Regions from separate parts of the Sus scrofa genome. Here region 2 is linked to region 1. The links are chromatin contacts, called in public Hi-C maps. All regions are on one chromosome and are shown on one strand. Each heading gives the region's core, a stretch centred on a gene start, on an enhancer-like site or on the middle of the called end of the contact. The rest is flanking DNA. Distances are from core to core; before and after follow the strand shown.

Region 1 (7,164 bases), core at 1,465-3,964:
TGGCGTGGCTCCTGCATATCGCCAGGGACAGGGGACCTGGGCCGGGCCCATCACATCCTCCTTTCCAGCTTCTGAACAACCCTGAGCAGCATCTAGTCCTCTGGGGGACCAAAGGGGCTGCCCTGAGTGGGGTCTGGACCCAGATGGGAGGTGAGAGAGGGGCTCCAGCCCTGACACCGCTTGCCCCTGGGCAGCCTGCTTCTCCTCCAGACCCCGGCTAAGGTGGGTCCCCTCCTGACTCCAGCCTCCTCTGTAGGGTCTGGCTCCTCCTGCAAGCCCCCACCTGAGACTTCCACTATTCTGATCACCCAGCCCCGGTCATTCCCACGGAAGCATAAGTCCACAGTTTTCTCACCGTGGGAAACCTCTTGAGGGTGAGCTCCATGGATTCTTCGGTACCCCAGTCTGCCCACAGCGTACCTTGCCTCATTACGGCTAAAATAACAACTCACTTTTCCTGAGTGTGTAAGTGCCAGGCATTGGGCTACCATCATGGCACTCCATGCAGTCGAAGCCACTCTTATCCCCATTTTTGCAGGGGCACACCCCAACTTCCTCACTCAGAGTGTGAGGAAGTCACTTGCCCAAGGGCCCACAAAGACTCTGTTTTAAGCCAGCGTTTATCACTGAAAGTGATGATTTTAGGTATAGTTCCTAAAAATATAGTCCCCCCTTTTTTTGTTTGCATACTACTGATCTTACCCGGTTGTGTTCATGGAAATCTTGGTAGGTGGCAGAGTCCTGGGTTGGGGTCAGGGAGAAGCTGTGGGGATGGACAGAGGGGCCACACGTAGCAGGACCAGAAATTGGAATGTGGGCAAAAAAGCAAGGAAAGCCCTTGGGTCCTTCTCCCCCTGCCTGCTCTCCGCTCGGGATCCGCTTCCCCACTGGGAAGTGAGAGCATTTCCTCGGACACCTCGGTCAGTGCCAGGTTTGACTCGTGCTCCCCCACTTCCCAGCCATAGCCCCTGGGGCAGGTCAGTTTGTCCATCTGAGCCTCAGTTTCCTCATCAGGAAAAAGGGAGCGCCTCATATGGGCTGTGAGGGTGATGAGAGGCAAAGCCGAGTGCTGACTCAGCACAGTGATGGCAGGATGCCAGTCCATCCCTTTTGATTGTCATCATTAGTTTGAGGGACCGTGGCCTGGCTGCGCCCCTGTCCTGAGGCTCTGGCTCCTATCACCCTCCCCGTGCTGGCACCACCAGCAGACTGTTTCTCTGTTTCTTTGCCAACAAGATTCAAACCCTCATCTGGACGCATTCATTGGAACTGCTAATGAAGTTCTAAAGGCGTGGTGGTCCCCCTTCCCTCTGCTCTGGGGCTGCCTGGTACAGATGGGGTAAGAGCTCACACGAACCCACGCTCCCCCTGCCCCGGGCCTCACACTTCCCAGGTTCTCTGCGCGCTCTGGGCTCGCTCTGTGTCTGATCACTTCGAAAGGGCCGGACACAGATAATCCAGGTTTAGGGGCTAACAGGAGAAAGAGGGCAGAAGATGAGCATCAGGCAAGGGCATCCTGGGGCCCCAGCCTGGCCTGTGGAGCAGGGCCAGCAGCTCACACTGGCCCGGGACATCTCATCAGACAGAAACCAGGCTTGCAAATGGGTGAGGGTGACCAGGCAGTCATCTGGCCCATATGCCAAGGAGGCCAGGGGGTCCTTGGGGGCTGGGCCTGGGTCCTCTCCTCCCTGTCACCCTGCTCTCTGCCAGTGAGGTCACACCCTTTACCCACAGGGGCTGGAGCAGTGCTGGGACCACGGGCCATGAGCACACCTCTCTTTCCCCAACTTTGCCGAGGAGAGACACCCTCACCACAGTTTGCAACGTCAAAGGCTAAGCTCAAGTCATCTTCGCAGCCACCTTTGGGAGATGAGTGAAAGGCCCACTTTACAGATGGGAAAGTAGAGGCCCAGAGAGGCCCACTGGCTGGGCCGGTGGAGGCTCAGCTGTGAGCTATCGTCTCTCCATTGGATCAGGCTCTTCTGATTCACTGTCTAGGGCTCCTGCAACCAGGCCACCACGGTTCCCACGAGAGTGACTGGGTGTGTGGCACTGGGAAGAGGGTTAATAACTTTGTCCTTCTTGCTAGTGGCTGTGACCACCCCACGTCTGGCAGATTTACAGGAACAGGCTTGTAAATTCAGCAACACCCCATAATCCTTTTTATGGGGCCTGCTGTGGTAATGGACATTCATCTGCTCTCCCAGGCTAAGCGTGATGGGCCCTGGGGATGAGGGCCTGCCACGTACCCCCCTCTTCTCAGGATCAATCATCCCAACAGAGGAGCAGGGCCAACAGGTTTCCGAACAATGCCTCGACTCTCAGCCAGGGGGCGCTGTATGGCCCGAGCGGGAGAGGAAGCTACAGAGGCAAGGAGCAGATTAAAAACACCCTCCCTGGACAGCTGCATTGGCATCACCCTTGGGTCCACCCAGGAGCTCGAGGGGGCCAGGAAGAGGGGAAGCAGTGTCTAAACTTCCAACTCCCGGGTGCCTCTCCAAACCTTCTGGTTCAGGGGCCCAAGGAACATGCACTTAGTAAGAGCCCTTGATGCAGCTGACGCTTTGCATCCGCTCCTTAGGAAGAGGCAAAGAATAAGGGCAGGAAGCGCGAAATATGTCAGATACCTAGATTATTCATTTACTCACTCAACAAACATTTGTCAAAATCTGGCCCTGATCTTAGACAGGTGGGTGGGGCTGCCCTTTGCCTGCACGGGGTGGAGCCTGACCTTTCTGTCCCGTCTCTGGCCACTGTGTCATCCTCCCTTAAGTGAGAGGCGTGTCTGTGGTCTCTTTTTGGCTCTGACATTGTTTGATGATTCAATCGTGGTAGAAATAATTAACCAGGATGGCCTTGTTATCAGTTAGCATCTGAGCTATTAGGGGCTGAGACTAAACCCTGGGGACCCCAAGGCCCAGGGCTTCAGGCCTTTCCTGCCTCCTTTCCGCCTACCCACTCTCTCCAGGGGTGTGAGCTATGCACTCAGATCCAGGCCAGAGGAGCATGGCAGCGCCTCCCTCGGTCTACGCAGAGCTTAGGAGGGCAAGCACCGGGGTCTGTAAGGCCTCAAGTGGATCCCTGACTTGACCATAATCTTGAGGCCCCCTAAATGACCACATGGCTTGTTGGGTCCTAGACTGGGTTTTGTTTGGTTAGATTTAGGTTTTAACAGGTTGCTAAATGTGTGTCCTACCTGCGTACCGTCTGCATTGTTATTTACTTCCACATTCCCTGAAATCCATGTATCTGTTTTCTTTTTTTACTTAAAGTTTATTTCAAAGGGAAGTGTTATATCCTATTGTCAATGGAAGTGTAGACTCAACTGCATGAAGAGAATAGAGCAATAAGAATTAACACAACCCCTGACATTTTTCACAGAACTAGAACAAACAATCCAAACATTTATATGGAACCACAAAAGACCCAGAATTGCCAAAGCAATCCTGAGAAACAAAAACCAAGCAGGGGGCATAACTCACCCAGACTTCAAGAACACTACAAAGCCACAGTCATCAAAACAGTGTGGTACTGGTATCAAAACAGACAGACAGACCAATGGAACAGAAGAGAGAATCCAGAAATAAACCCTGACACCTATGGTCAATTAATCTTTGACAAGGGAGGCAAGAACATAAAATGGGAAAAAGAAAGTCTATTCAGCAAGCATTGCTGGGAAACCTGGACAGCTGCATGCAAAGCAATGAGACTAGAACACACCCTCACACCATGCACAAAAATAAACTCCAAATGGCTGAAAGACTTAAACATACGACAGGACACCATCAAACTCCTAGAAGAAAACATAGGCAAAACACTCTCTGACATCAACATCATGAATATTTTCTCAGGTCAGTCTCCCAAAGCAATAGAAATTAGAGCAAAAAAAAACCCATGGGACCTCATCAAACTGAAAAGTTTGCACAGCAAAGGAAACAAAAAGAAAACAAAAAGACAACTTTCAGAATGGGAGAAAATAGTTTCAAATGATGCAATCAACAAGGGCTTAATCTCTAGAATATATAAACAACTTATACAACCCAACAGCAAAAAAGCCAATCAATCAATGGAAAATGGGCAAAAGACCTGAATAGACATTTCTCCAAAGAAGATATACAGATGGCCACAAACACATGAAAAAATGCTCAACATCGCTGATTATAAGAGAAATGCAAATCAAAACTACCATGAGATACCACCTCACACCAGGCAGAATGGCCATCATTCATAAATCCACAAATAACAAGTGCTGGAGGGGCTGTGGAGAAAAGGGAACCCTCCTGCACTGCTGGTGGGAATGTAAACTGGTACAGCCACTATGGAGAACAGTTTGGAGATACCTTAGAAATCTATACATAGAACTTCCATATGACCCTGCAATCCCACTCTTGGGCATCTATCCGGACAAAACTCTACTTAAAAGAGACACATGCACCCGCATGTTCATTGCAGCACTATTCATAATAGCCAGGACATGGAAACAATCTAAATGTCCATCGACAGATGATTGGATTCGGAAGATGTGGTATATATACACAATGGAATACTACTCAGCCATAAAAAAGAATGACATCATGCCATTTGCAGCAACATGGATGGAACTAGAGAATCTCATCCTGAGTGAAATGAGCCAGAAAGACAAAGACAAATATCATATGATATCACTTATAACTGGAATCTAATATCCAGCACAAATGAACATCTCCTCAGAAAAGAAAATCATGGACTTGGAGAAGAGACTTGTGGCTGCCTGATGGGAGGGGGAGGGAGTGGGAGGCATCAGGAGCTTGGACTTATCAGACACAACTTAGAATAGATATACAAGGAGATCCTGCTGAATAGCATTGAGAACTTTGTCTAGATACTCATGTTGCAACAGAAGAAAGGGTGGGGGAAAAATGTAATTGTAATGTATACATGTAAGGATAACTTGATCCCCTTGCTGTACAGTGGGGAAAAAAAAAAAAAAGAATTAACACAAAGAAAACCAAACAAGGTGATCAAAACCTAAGCCGATCTGGAGCACTGTGGTAATTACAAGGCTCCTGGCCTGATCGAATGACATGAAACTATACATACACATTGTAGCAATGTTGATTTCCTGGTTTTGATGCTGTGCTTTTGTCCCGCTGGATGTCATCACTGGGGGGACCTGGGTAAAGGGTACGGGAGATCTTTCTCAACCATCTTTGCAACTTCCCATCAATCTATATTTATTTAAAAATAAAAAGTAAGACAAATGAAACCCTAAGCACATGTGGATACTTTCTCCTAGCCTGAGGCTGGGTCTCTCCCCTTTTAAAGAGGAACCGGTATGTGTTGGGGTCAGACGTTCTAACCCCATACGAACACTTTCTCTTTGATGAATCAGAAGGTTAGAAAGAGATCCTGAAAAGAACCCAACTTTCTCACTAGGGGAGTGAATATCACTAACACTGAACTATCTCATGTGCCGTGAGTGGTGGGTGTAACGACTCCGGGAAAAACTGTCCCTGGTTTTGCCTCTGCTGTCCTAAGCAGAATAGACAGCCCTGCTTGTAGCCCTGCTACATGGCTGAGAGAGTATAAGCCCACCTATGGAGAATTACAGAGTTACTGTGGGCACCAGTGCCACCCAGCCAGGGGTCTCACACTCAGAAACCCACAAACATGGGCCATGCTCTTGCCAGCCACCTCCCACGGGCTAGCACAGAGCAACCTGAAATCAGGATGCCTGGGTCCAGTTGCAGCTCTAATTGAAAAGTCACCATGGAGTTCCCATTGTAGAGCAGCAGAAATGAATCCAACTGGTATCCATGAGGATGTGGGGTCAATCCCTGGCCTCACTCAGTGTGTCAGGGATCCGGTGTTGCCGTGAAGTGTGGTGTAAGTCACAGACTCGGCTCGGATCTTGTGTTGCTGTGGCTGTGGCGTAGGCCAGCAGGTGCAGCTCCGATTCCACCTCTAGCCTGGGAACCTCTATATGCTGTGGGTGTGGCCTTAAAAAAAAAAAAAAAAAAGTCACTATGTGGCCTTGGGCAAATCCCTTCTCCTTTTTGGTTGACTCTTTTTTTTTTAATCTGTGAAAGGGGATTTGAGGTTCACTAACTAAGAACTGTGAGAGGGTACCAAACCTCTTTAAATCACAGGGCAACTGTTATCTGGGCACTGTTCTAGGGAGAGGGTCTACAGACACGCTCTCCAGTCTAAGGCAACTGATGATCCAAGTTTGCCCAGGACCCAGGGGTTTCTCAGGACATGAGACAATCCGTCCCAAACCAGAAATAGTCCTGAGCAAACGGGGATGGTCGGTCACCACAACCATGGCAGCCAGTGGCCACACGTGGCTCCTGAGCACTTGCAAGGTGGCTCATCCGAACTAGATGGGCTGTAAATGCAAAACACACAGCAGATGCTAAAGACTCAGGGTGAAAAAAGGCTGTAAACTATCTCAACAGCTTTTGCTTGATTATATGCTGAAATGATAATATTTTGGATATATTCAGCTAAATAAAATGTGGCTAAAGTTAAAATCAGTATTACAAAATAAATTCACTTCTTTAAATTTTTAAAAATATGGCCACAAAGTTTTAAAATTCCAGGAGCTCCCGCTGTGGTGCAGCAGGTTAACCATACGAGTGCAGTGGCTTGGGTCACTGCAGAGGTGAGGTTCCATCCCCAGCCTGATGCAGTGGATTAAAGGCTCTGATGCTGTCACTGCTCTGGTGTAAGTTGCAGCTGCGGCTCAGATTCAGTCCCTGGCCCGGGAACTTCCATATCCTGCAGGTGTGGCCATAAAAATAAATAAATATTATTTTTTAAAAGTTTCAGAATTCTGTATGGGGCTCACCTTACCTTCCTATTGGACCAGTGCTGCTCTTAGAACCTTTGGCAGATTCTCCAAGGGGTCTGGCCTGTGACTCATATAATGCTCCATCCCTTCTTGGCAGAAGATTGCAAAGATCGTGATGGCACTTTTGCTTTTCTGGGTAGTTGCAGGGACCTTTCCTCGTGGAAAGCCCTTGTGTGCCTGCACTTACGTGTATGGGTTCTGCTGCCGCCGCCACCTGCCCCATCATTCCTGATGGCCGCCCTCCCCCCATCCTTTTGTTGAAAGCTCAGGAGCCCCCCCTCTGCTCCCCCTCTGCTCCATGTGATTTTCATTTGTCTAATTAAAGCTAATCT
Region 2 (7,164 bases), core at 1,689-4,188, 340 kb before region 1:
TTTTCTTTTTCTTGAAGGATGCTTTCACGAGATATACATTGTAAATTGACTGCTAGCTTCTTTTGGCACTTTTACCATTTTCTTATGACGTCTTTTTTGTTTGTTTTTTGATGAGAAATCTGCAGTTCATATTATTGTCCATCCATTATAGGTGATCATCTCTGTCCAATAATGGAAAATTCTGGACTGTCTCTTGTCTATTGCTATTACTGCATTTTCTCTGTTCCCTCCTTCTTAATGTACTCTGGGTTTTCTTTCTTTATTCTCTCTCTGTCAGTTTCTCTGTCCTATATTCCATCTCCTTGTTCCTCTTCAATCTGCATTTCTGGGTAATTGATTCAGATCTATAGCTCGGTTTATTCATTGTGTCTAACCTATGGTTTAACTTATGCATTGAGTTTTTAATCTCAATTTTTTTTTTTTTTGCTTTGCTTTTTAGCACCACACCCACAGCATATGGAAGCTGCTGGCCCACACCACAGCCACAGCAATGCTAGACCCAAGCCACATCTGTGACCCACATTACAGCTCACCGCAGTGCTGGTTCCCTAACCCACTGATTGAGTCAGGGTTTGAGCCCACATCCTCATGGGTACTAGTCAGGTTTGTACCTGCTGAACCACAAAGAGAATACCTTCATCTCAATTTTTATATTTAGTACTTTTCCATCTTCTTGATCTTTGGGGAAAAAAATCATCTTGTTTCTTTCTAAAGGTTATAGTTCCATCTTTTAAGTCTTTGAACACCAGGAACTTCCTTATGTTCTATTTATTTCTCATAATGCAATTATCTGTAGTTCTGAGGTTAAATTTCTGCTGTTTGTAGTTTCTGCTGACTGGTTTATTCTTCATGTGCTTTGTAATCCATGATCATGAGCTGCCGTTTGTCAGGGTTTTATCTGGCAGGATCGTAGGCAGCTTGCGTTGAGGACATGACCCTCCAGAGGGGATCTGTGTTTCTTTTGGCAGGTGATACAGACCTGGGTTGGCAATGCTTCACGTTGCTTTTCAGGTGGGGTGCTTCCTGGGTCGCGCTGGTGTGTTCATTTACATCCCACGCGGCTGTAAAGCTCGCTGGTAACGATGCTCAGCAGAGACTCTTCTTTTCCACTCTTTGGACAAGACAGACCAATTTTTTGTTTGTTGTCACTGATGTTGAGCCAATTTTTCCAGTCTCCTATCTCAAAGCCTTAGCTTTACATGTTCTCCACATTCTCTCATCTTGTATACCCAACTTGTAGCTTCAACACTCAGTTTTCCCACTTCAGCTTCATTTCCTGCTCTTGCATATTTTCTTTGCTTTTATTTGTATAGAAAGAGCATAAGGTGAGCAGATTCTTCAAAGGCTGTGCCTAACACAGGTCTTTTTTTTTTTTTTTTTTTTCTTTTTAGGGCCGCACCTGCAGCATGTGGAGGTTCCCGGGCTAGGGGTCAAATCGGAGCTGTTGCTGCCAGCCTATGCCACAGCCACAGCCACTTGGGATCCAAACCGAGTCTTGCGACCTATGCCACAGCTCACGGCAACGCTGGATCCTTAACCCACTGAGCAAGGTCAGGGATCGAACCCGAAACTTTATAGTTCCCAGTCAGATTCGTTAACCACTGAGCCACGACGGGAACTCCAAAACATGTATACTTTTAATACAGAGAAAGACAAAGAAGAAAGTGAAAATACTCTCCACTTATCCATTTCTCACATGTGGTATACGAATGCTAAATTTCTCAATGTTTTTTGGGGGGAGATATAGATTTGGAGAGCAGAGCAAGTGTTCTCTTGATGTGGGGAGTCAGAATGTGGGTTTCCTGCCTTCAGAATATTCTCGTCCTAATCTCCCTGGATCTGTGACAAGCAGGCATTAACTCACAAGAATATTCCTGGAATCTCTGTTGCTTCTGGGAGCCCCAGTGGGTCTCTAGACTCAGAATCATCCCCATGAATATTTAAGCTCTAAGTGATAACTTCCACCAGATGGTGCTAAGATACAGCTGGGACCAGATGGATTTGGATTCTGCAGCCAATATCTGTAGACTGCATAGATTCAGTGGCATCATTTCATTAACTTCTCCGTAACATTACCCTGCATTTGACTGAATTTTTTAGACTCCAGTCACTGTCTTATGATAGGGATTTTGCTGTGTAGTAGAAGACTAGATCATGTACTATGAAATGAAGAAAGAAATAAAATGAAAGTGAAAGTTTTTCTTCCCCATATCTACCTCCACAATTAATCCCTCTAAAACTGTTTATTGCTTCTTGGATTCCTTCCAGAAAAAAATGATATATATGCCTGAAGTTAAGCATCTACCTATATATTTTCTCTCTTCTGTTTTTGCACATATATATATAATTACATAAAAGGGAGCATACTTGTCTATTTTAAACTGTTTTCATATTAACATGTCTTTGAGATCTTTCCATACCAACAATATACATTCTTTCTCTCATTATTATTCTAATCATAATTTATTTTGATTAATATAAAAATTTCAATAGTTTATTTTGGTTGTTGCTGGGTTTATGCTATTCTTAGAAACAACGCTGTAATAAATATTTTTGATAATAGTTGTTGAGAATATCCATAGGGGAGACTCCATACAGAGGGGTTATTGGGGAAAATTATCAGCATTTTACATTTGATGGATAAGGCTGACTTGCCCTTCAAGAATGTCGCATGCTCATCAATAGTGATTACAATAAAACTTTTAAATTTTTGTCAGTTTTATAACTATTTTATAAGTGACGCATAATGCCTTGGTGTTTAGGTTTGCAGTTTCTTTATTATGAGGGATGCTGCAGGTCTTCGAATTTCACTGTGGAACCTAAGCTTCTCCCGCCCGCCTAGGAGAAACGCTCAGCGGTGCCTTGACTCCTCCCGTCCAGTAGAGGGCGTGGGCCCGGCCCCGGCGGCTTCCGCATGCGCAGTGCCCTCGGTGTCAGACCGCCGAGCCCAGTTGCCGGCTCTCGGCTCTCCGCTGGCTGTAGCAGAGCCGACACCGCTGGTGGCGACCCGCAGCTCCGCACGATCCCTCCTTGGCGGCTGTGGCCCACGCCCAGCGGCATGAGCTGGTGACCAACAGGAGGCAGCCGTGGCCGAGGTAAGTGCGGCCTGGAAGGGCCTGGTGGGCCTTGGGTGCTGGCTTGGGCCTCTCCCGGCCGCGGCGGAGTCGGGCCCCTATCACCGGGGGAGCGCGGACGGCGGGGAGGTCGGAGGGCTACTGGAGGAGACCCTCACCCCCACCGGAGCCACTCACGGTGCTTTCCCGCTTTGGGGGCGCTTTGACTTCTGCCCCGCCCTCTCCTTCACCACCTGGCCCGCCCTGCACTTTGGTTTCCCACCTGCCTCCCTTGCTCACACCTTTCCTTTCTCCCAGAATCCTGTGGCGTCCTTTCCGAAGGGCCCACCCTCTGCCATGACCCCTCTCCGCTGCCTGCTCTTTCCTGCGAGCTGCAGGGATCTGCTTCCTCCCACGGGGATTCTTGAGCTTTGGGCCCTGTGGTGGCCAGTGGCGTCCTGTGCAGGACCTGGCGCTCCCGTGTCAAAGGTGGCCAGTGGTGTCCCGGCCCTGGGCATGTAGTTGAAAGTCAGAAGCATTTGGAGTTTTACTACTGGCTGCAGAAACAGGTATATCTATACAATTTTGAAGTTAAAATTCCTTGGTGTTACTTACTGGGAAGTGCTAATTTAGAAGTGTTCTTATTTGTCTGAAGATAGCTTGAAATAGACATGTGTCAATTTCAGTTCTTCTTTGTCAATGGAGTGCCCTAAGGAGATAAACTGGACTTTGTTTGTAAACTTCAGAGCTCAAAGGCTAGATATGGTGATAAAATATATGACTCAGTTTCTGTCCTTCCTGGCTTCTGCTGACTTGAGCCATGGGGTTGCATATGGCCATGTGAATGGGTAGATTTTGCCTCTCTCAAGTCAGCTGGCTCATTGAGCAATGCGAAAGGTGTATCTAATTCCGGCTTTTAAGGGTAGCAGGGGAGGCAGCTTCACCTGGCGGTTTAGACAGAGCTCCGGCTCCAGAGCTAGGCTGCCATTCTCTATATGCCTTGGCATTTTCTAGTTGTGTGACAGTGGGCAAGTTACTTAGCCGTCCTTGTTACACTTTCCCCATCTGTAAAATGAGAATAATAATAGCTTGTCACATGGCACTGTTAGGAAGATGAAATAAGTTAACTCAAAGTACTTAAAACAGACCTTGGCGTGTAGCAGGGCCAAAGTCATGTGTAGTTATCAGTCCTTTAATTACAAGCATTGTGTTCATTATAGTACAATTCTTGTAAGGGGGCACATGTCTTTATTTTTTATATAAACCATTTTTAGGCGTGGTTAGCTATAATGTAACTTTAATTATAGAGACCCTTATCAGGTAAGGCAATGAATCACAGATTTTCCTGCTTTTGCCAGTATCTGATTCCTTTCTTTTCAGAAACAGTTGGGTTAAGTTCCAGTGTAACAGCAGCCCCAGGAGTTCAGCTGTGAGGGTTTCTCTGAAAAGGTTAAGACAGGAGATTGTGATTGAAAACTAAGTGGATTGGGAGTTCCCGGCATGGCTCAGGTGAAGTGAATCTGACTAGTAACCATGAGAATGAAGGTTCAATCCCTGGCCTCACTCAGTGAGGATGTGTTGTTGCTATGAGACCTGTGGTATAGGTCGCAGAAGCAGCTCGGATCTGGTGCTGTGGCTGTGGTACAGGCCTGTGACTACAGCTCCGTTTCAACCCCTGGCCAGAGAACTTCCCTGTGCTGCAGGTGCAGCCCTAAAAAGCCAAAAAAAGAGAGCGAGAAAGAAAAGAAAACTAAATGGATTGGACGTAGCCTAAAGCACCGAGGAAAGGTTACTCAGGCCAAGTTTAGGAATAAATAATTCCAGGAACAGAAAATGCGAATCATTCTGACAGTAGAGTGGCACTGAAAGATTTTTCCAGTGATTCAGTGCTTGCCATCTGGCCAGGTGATCCCATTGTAGGGATAGTTTTGATGTGCCTCAAGGAGGCTAAAGTTTGTAGGGTTCTGTTGTGAAATTCTTATTTTAACCCAGGTTGGTGTATTATATGGAACAAACATTCACTAGTAGAAGATCCTTTTGGTTTGTCCTCGTCAGGGAAGCTCAGTGTTAGAGGAGAGAAGGGTGGTCATGGGGGGGGGGGCAGGTACAGAAAATTCCATCTGTGGAATTACCTAGCCATTTTTTCTTCCTTTGGAAATGAATTCAAGAAAGAAATTAATCAGAGTTCATCACTGTATAATTCCTCAAAACTTGGTCCTTGAACAGTATGTGCCCTGATGGAACCAGGAAGGCTAGAGACACTCCTTTCTTCAGCAAACACTTAGGTTTATGTGAAATGTGTTCTAGACCCAGTATTAGAATAGTAAGATGCTGACAGGTGGTGGGTTGGGGTGTGAGATGCCCTGGCCAGCACTGGCACTCTAGTGCTTGAGCAGTGTGCAGAAGGGTCCCCCTAAGGCTGGTGGAGTTGGTTGGCTCTTGTTGTCTCCCCGAGAGACCCTGAGGTGTGATCAGGCTCACATTAGCCAGATATCTACTCAGGACCGACTGTGAAAGACAGAAGGCTCCGAGGCAGCATTTCCTGCACCTGGAGGCAGACTGTGTTGAAAGCCAAGCCCGGAATTTAATCCTAACTGTGGCAGAACTGCAAAGGAAGCTGAATGCACAGCCTGGATGGCCACTTCTGCTCACGTCAGGGCTGTGATAGGGAAGAACTGGGCGCCTGAGACGTGGGGTGGAGGCACTGAGGATTCTGAACTCCCCGACTTGCTCAGATCCTCTGGACCTGCAGAAGTATCTCCTGGTCCCTTGTGGAGAAGAAGCTCTCTTGCCTGGAGCTGTGCAGGGCCCTCCCTGGAAGTGGATACCTTGCAAGGTGGTGCTTCTCCTCCCAGGGATCACCTCCCCCACCTCACCCCCAGCCCTCAGCATTGGCTCAGTGGGGAGGTGCAGTCCCCACTGCTGGAGGGATAACCGCGGGACCTGGCTCAGGTGGGCCAGCAGGAACTGGAGGATCACGTGGGACTGAATCTTGAGAGTGTCAGACCAAGACTGGGTAGTGGTGGACCGCAAAGCCCAATGGGAGAGACTCTTGGGGGTATTCTCATGATTCAGGATTTAATGCCCTGGCAAGGACAAGCCGGTCCAGATATGCTGCTGGGCAGGCTCCTAGAAGCTTGGACATGACAGGGACACCCCATTGGTTTTCAGCTGGGGGCGATTTTGCCTGCCCAGTGGATTTTTGGCAACTGTCTGGATATATTTTTAATTGTCACAACTAGAGGTTGCTTCTGGCTTCTGTTGAGTAGAGGCCAGGGATGCTAACGACACCTTCCACATTGTACGGAGCAGCTCCCCACAAAAAAAGAATCATCTGGCCCCAAATGTCTGTAGTGCTGAGGTTGAGAAACCCTAGTCCGGAGTAGATGAGGGGTAGGTGCCAGAGTGGTGTTGCCTGAATATTAAGGAAGGGATCAGAAAGTTCAGGAAGGTGGGATTTGAAATGGATTTGTTACTTGAGGCCAGAGACACACCTCCTGCCCTTGTTCCCGGGAGAGCCCTCTGGTGTATGGAACCCAGGGAGGGGACCAGCATCTTTGAGGGGCTTGTTGGTTCTCCTCTGTAGGCCAGGGTTGACTCTATGAGTTGTGACCATGGAACTGGGTTTCCCGGTAGCAGTGAGGATGATATAGCAGAGCCAGGGTAGACGCGATAGACATGATATCCAAATAGTCCGTGTGTCTGAACCTACTGTGATGCTAATAGAACCTGGCCTTCCTGTAGATAATATAGGTGGGCAGCCAACTAGGGTATTGCTTCACCTGTGCAACCAGGAAAAAAAAAAAAAAATCAAGAGCTGGCAAGTAGAAGGGACGTTGGCTGCTTCAGTAGCAAAATCCCTCTCACCTAGTTTTCAGATGTGAGCCGACTCACAGCTCCCTGCACCCCCACCCTTGTCTCTGATTCGTTTGTGGGGGCACTTATGGGGGGAACCCAACTGTGACAGGTAGGAAGCAAAATGGGATGCCTGGGACTGTAACATAGTGGGTGTCAGCCTCTCTTCTTTCCAGCCCTCCTGCTGCCCACTCGAGACTGTGGAGCAGGTCATGCTCCTGCCCTCGGAGTTCCCGTGGCTCCTGGTCCCCTCCAG

What was found. Hi-C and Micro-C count contacts between places; a contact is called where the count stands out from the background.
Region 2: a contact with region 1 is called in a Hi-C map of liver, with 2.1 times the contacts expected there. The contact joins the promoter of EXT2 here to the enhancer-like site in region 1. A contact is called at or near these places in 1 of 5 promoter capture datasets (liver), 6 of 47 Hi-C or Micro-C datasets (embryonic fibroblasts, fetal skeletal muscle, liver and 2 more) and 1 of 2 datasets of contacts at active chromatin or transcription factors (skeletal muscle).

The regions. Positions count from the first base shown.
Region 1 is chr2:17,895,856-17,903,019 of Sscrofa11.1, reverse strand. No RefSeq gene overlaps it. Among named protein-coding and RNA genes, the nearest start is that of CD82, 96 kb to the right of the region's middle. Within about 2 kb of position 2,714, at least 2 of the 83 cell types and tissues checked have an H3K27ac peak or open chromatin away from gene starts, as enhancers often do. A contact at or near this core is called in liver, where this site is marked.
Region 2 is chr2:18,235,003-18,242,166 of Sscrofa11.1, reverse strand. It overlaps EXT2 (exostosin-2), which reads left to right and starts at 2,938. Exons shown (of 18, transcript XM_021083158.1): 1 at 2,938-3,095; 2 at 7,085-7,164. It overlaps ACCS (1-aminocyclopropane-1-carboxylate synthase-like protein 1), which reads left to right. Exons shown (of 15, transcript XM_021083160.1): 15 at 2,843-2,920. The coding sequence ends at 2,883.